2 separate regions of the Gossypium hirsutum genome follow, and region 2 is linked to region 1. A link is a contact called in public Hi-C data. All regions are on one chromosome and are shown on one strand. The core of a region is the stretch at or near the end of the contact, and the rest is flanking DNA. Distances in the headings are between cores, read along the strand shown.

Region 1 (2,707 bases), core at 176-2,675:
ACTTATATTTGAAATGTAATATTTTAGTCACTTACGTTATCGTTTTGTTATGTGGTGGTCACTCCGTCTTTAAGCTCCATTACCTCCCTAACAACAATCCTACGTGTCAGTCTAAATGAGTTTTAAATGCCAACTTGGATGTCCAACTGATATGACAATAATTTTTTAAATCAAAATGGAAAAGAAAACTAAAAGAAAAAAGAGTAATTAATTTAAAATTTTCTATTAATTAAATTTATTTAGTTAAAAATCTATTCTCGTCCCAATTTAAAATGCAAGTTGGTATTTAAAACTTATTTGGACTATCACGTAGGATTGTCGTTAGGGAGGTAACTGAGTTTAACGACAAAGTGACCACTTCGTAACAAAACCATAATATAAGTGATTAAAACGTTACATTTTAAACATAAATGACTAAAATGTAATATGAGAGAAACAAAACTGACTAGTTTTATAAATTACCCAAATTATAAAATATGGCATATATTAGTTTAATTCTATCCATTTTAGTTTTCTTAATTGAATGTCTCTATCTAGACGCACTAAATTATAATTTAATAAATTTCATATTTTTTTAATAATGTAATGGAAGTCTATCAGAAGTTGAACTTAGGCAAAATAATTTTTTTATTATCTTACATGTCTGCTTTAAGTCCATAATAATAGTAAAGTTCGTAACCTCTCGTCAAGGGTTCTGGTTTGACTCTGGTGACTGCAATTTGTGTGTTTCATGTGATTCAGGAACCACCTGCGGAGACTAACGCAAGGCTTTTATGGACAAAGCAATGTTACCCCCATTTACAGACAAATTTATTGACCCACTTTGGAGACAAGTCAATTCCAATGTCAGCTTCAAACACCACCACAGGTTTAGATGTTTCAAACCGTCGTCCCACTTTGAAGGAAAGCTCAGCCACCACTGAACCTGAAAGACCTGCCCTACCTGCTGTCCAAAGTCACCTTCCAAAACCAAAACTCTCCTTTTGTGTTGTCACTCACTTCACTCCCACTCCGAACATCTAAATCTGTGGTGGTCGTGGTGTTTGAAGCTGCTGCCATTGGAATTTGACTTAATATAAACTGTGCCATGTGAAAGCCATACGGATAGCTAAACAAGGAAAAAGAAGCTTAGACCATGGACCAGTGTACGATTCATAAGATCCACAATAAAAGCCCATAAAATGGGAAATCTGGAATTGAATCAAAAGCCAGCCTGCCTTTGCACACTCAGATCAAATGTGATTGGCTGGTTAAAGCAGATAATGGAGAAATTCATCCCAATAAATATTTCAGTTTTGCCTTAACGTGTCGCCTGCAATATCCACAACCTAATATTTAGTTGACTCCTTCTAATTTAACACCACAACTATTATAGTTCTTTATAATATAAACCAACTCAATGATTTAAAAACTTAGATGTCATCTCATTGTGTTTATTTTAATACAAAGTTATAATGTTCCATGTTGTCAGCATATGATAAGCAATCACACACCAATCAATAGCTTGTTTAAAACTATGTTATTTGCAGACTTTAATCCCCATGTTTTGTCTTAATCATCATTACTCCTACCTTTCCCTTATATCTGTAGTATGAGAAATGAAATCAATGTCTTTAACAAGCTCCTTTCCTCTTCATGTTCCAGTTACAGCTTCTACTTCACTTGTAAAACATGTTAACAAGATTGCGATGCTTAAACACAACCAAGTTCCTAACAACAAAAAACCCACTTTTCAGATCAGATCCTTCTCCAAGAAAAAAAGGTCAACGATTACCTCTTCTTTTGTTTTACTTTTCTTTGTTTAGTATTTCAGGACATAACTGGCAAAAACCTTGTCTTCCATGTTTATCGGTGTTTGAATGTCTGCTTTATTTGGTTCAAACAGGTTTTTGAGGACCAGTCTCAGGGATTAATCTGTTATGAAGATGAAAATGGTGAAATAGTTTGTGAAGGATACGATGAAGGCCCTCGGTTTCATCAACGAACATTTTATCATCTTAGGTGAGAAACCCTGTAATAGTTACCTTCCTATGTTATGACATGTTTCATGTTACTGACCAGTTTTTGTCATTGTTGAACTGAAATACAGAGATGCAGAGATCCTTGATCTTCTTCAAGATAGATGGCTTCAAATCGTTAATGACGGAGGATTAAGCAGTGCTAATGAAGGTGTTACCACTGTGAAGGATGATTCCCAAGTGTAATGATTTTAACAATGGAAGCCTGGTTCTTACCAGATTTCATGGAATGATTGTTAAAGACTGTAAAAAGAACTCTTGTAAGAAAAAAAAAAAAGAGTCCCTTGTAATCAATCACTTTGTTTTTACATAATGTAATCAAAGGCTAGTTTTTCAATCAATTATTGTATACCAAGATTCACAAAAGAGTCTAATGTATTATATATAAGCTAAATACAAGAATAAATATTTTCTACAAAAAAATTTCATTCAGGGGTCATTAAATATTTGACCTCTGGCAGAAATTCCCATGGCTTTGAAAAGCCTAGCAAAAATTTTTAATGTCACTTCTCTTTTGTTGTGTAAAACAAAAATTACCCTCTAAAAGAATAGAAAAAATGGAAACCAATCATATTAACAAAGAAAAACAGAATGGGAGAGTTCAAACTCCCAGATTTTCGCTCCTGAAATCACTTAATGGAGGTCTCGTGTTGTTCGTTCTCTTCGCCTCTATCTGACAGAGATATGTC
Region 2 (2,700 bases), core at 124-2,623, 150 kb after region 1:
CCGCAAACAGATACCAACTCCGTACGCCCCCAGTATGTAGATAAACAAAATTACCTGACATTGAGTGATCTTGAATACCTTATATAATTGTATTTGAATGTCTTGTTGAGTTCTTGGCTTAATATAGTAATTTTGGGAAAGCAATTTATAACAATTGGGATAATTGTTGGATTGCATTTATTCATACTTGTAAATGGTAAATTAGATTTTATCCAATAAATAATTTAATTGATTTGTTGAAAGACAGCCAGAAAATTATGAAAAAAGATGGGACATTAAAACTCCCATAATAACGCAAGTTAATCCCCCCATAATTATCTCCTTATTTATCTCCAATGGCAGTTAGGATGGCATAAATAACTTCACACAAATCTTGGTTACACCAAGACCTTGTGGTTATGATCATGGTGGAATGTGTGTACTCATCCCTGTTCGATTCAAATTTGTATATACTCCACATAATTATCTTCATATTTTCTTGTCTTCAACAATTTACAATAAAATAAATGGTGGAATTTGAGGCAATGTTTACAATAATTGGAATATAAAGCAACTCTCATAAAGTGAACCTTAAAATATGAAGAAATTGTTCCCGTTTCATTAACCAAATTTCTTGAAAACATCAAGAAACTATACAGCATCCATTAAAATTCGATCGATTTAAATCTAACACTTGCAGAGAAAGATAATACAACCAAACGAACACAAGCATATATCTCTTATTCTAGGCATTAGTCAACTAAAACAAACTAACCTAAGCTCTCTCGCCTCTGATCCTCCTGGCAAGCTGGATATCTTTAGGCATGATGGTAACCCTCTTAGCATGAATAGCACATAGATTAGTATCTTCAAACAGCCCGACGAGATAAGCCTCGGCAGCTTCTTGAAGAGCGGCGACAGCGCTGCTTTGAAACCTTAAATCGGTCTTGAAATCTTGAGCGATTTCTCTCACAAGCCTCTGGAATGGAAGCTTTCTGATCAAGAGCTCGGTGCTCTTCTGGTACTTCCTGATTTCCCTGAGAGCCACAGTTCCTGGCCTGAAACGGTGAGGCTTCTTCACTCCTCCGGTCGCCGGAGCTGACTTCCGAGCAGCCTTCGTGGCTAGTTGCTTACGTGGGGCCTTGCCGCCGGTTGATTTCCTCGCAGTTTGCTTAGTACGAGCCATTTGTTAAACAATGTGATGAGAAAATAAGGGTGTTTGGATTGCGAGAAAGCTGAAGAAAATTTGAAAGAAAATATTTTCAATAGGAGCAATTGAAGCGGATATATAAAAAGGGGGATTTGGGGGAAGGCGGGAATCAGTAATTAGGAAATATTTTAAATGGAGCAATATGAACCGTAGATTTGATGGGTTATCGACGGCTGTTAAGTTGTGGAACGATGAAAATTGGCCGATAGGATTGCTTTTAAGCGGCATGGTTTCAAAGTTTTGGCGCATTTTTTACTTCTCGTTGATGATTATTCAAGAGGATCTAATCCGTCCACTGAGGAGATATTGACGGATATGATCTATTAGTCAGTGAGCATTGCATAACAATCCGTGGTATATCCGGACAACCAATGGATTTATCCATAGATCTTGACACTTCACAATTCACATAGTAGTACATACTTTATTTTATTTTTGGTTAAAATATGACATAAGTCACTGTTCTTTTCTAAAATTGAAAATTTAGTCCTTGTATCCATGTATTTTTATTATCAGGAATTTAGTCTCTCCATCTTTCAAATTTTAAAATTCAAGTCCAACTATTAATGTTATTAATTTTTTATTAAATTTGTTAGTGTGATGTTTTGAAATTTCAAAAAAAGCTCATTGGGAATCCATACAATTAAAAAAATACGTAATTATCATGAATATAACAAAAAATTAACAATGTTAATCATTAGACCTAGTTTTTTAAATCTTTAAAAGAAAGGGACTTATAGCACATTTTACCTTTTATTTTTTTATGTCCTTGTTTTTTTTATTATCATAGCAAAAGAAATATGCTGAGATCATGCTTATCCAATAATTGACATATAAATGCAATATTTATTAGATTATGTCACACACAATATTAATGAATCACGTAATTATATAATAGATATAAAAGAATTTATATAAATAACAAAATAGGTTTTGATTAAATGGTAAAATATAAATATTAAAAATGATAAAGATTCAGCTTAAAACCTTATTATATGTATTTATATTTCTATTTTTCTATATAAATTGACAAAAGTATCCACAAAATAATATAATTTACTTTATAATGTAAAGATGTTCTCATATTACCTAATTGAGTTGGTGCACAGCTAATTCATAACACCAAACTCAATAAAAAGTTTTATATTAGTATTTAGTGTAAATGTACTTATATTTCGATTTTTTATATAAAATTATAAAAACACCCTCATAATAATATAATTTAATGTATAAAGTGATAATATTCTCGTCATTATCCAACTACATTGTTGCACGGCGTAACACCAAATTCAATAAAAAAATCATTCTCTTTTCTTTTTTAAGTTGAGCTTTTCTTAAAAATCATAATGGTCAATGAACATTACATAGCATAGTTGGTTATATATTCATAATAATAAACTTCATTTATTATTGATTTTTTTTTTTGTAAATTATAAGAGTAGGGTAAAGTCCAAACAGCAAAACAATCAGCGCGACTTGAACCCAAACCATACCTGAGACGATGAACACCG

The links. Hi-C and Micro-C count contacts between places; a contact is called where the count stands out from the background.
Region 2: a contact with region 1 is called in a Hi-C map of leaf, with 2.7 times the contacts expected there. The contact joins the promoter of LOC107897455 here to the promoter of LOC107897459 in region 1. A contact is called at or near these places in 11 of 34 Hi-C or Micro-C datasets (callus, fibers, leaf and 2 more).

What each region holds. Positions count from the first base shown.
Region 1 is chrA10:5,213,315-5,216,021 of Gossypium_hirsutum_v2.1, forward strand. It overlaps LOC107897459, which reads left to right and starts at 1,426. Exons shown (of 3, transcript XM_041079667.1): 1 at 1,426-1,761; 2 at 1,884-2,001; 3 at 2,090-2,355. The coding sequence starts at 1,599. The coding sequence ends at 2,204. LOC107897458 (1-phosphatidylinositol-3-phosphate 5-kinase FAB1B) reads right to left here. Exons shown (of 11, transcript XM_016822927.2): 11 at 2,376-2,707. The coding sequence ends at 2,648.
Region 2 is chrA10:5,361,375-5,364,074 of Gossypium_hirsutum_v2.1, forward strand. LOC107897455 (histone H3.2) reads right to left here and starts at 1,374. Exons shown (of 1, transcript XM_041079669.1): 1 at 579-1,374. The coding sequence starts at 1,165. The coding sequence ends at 755.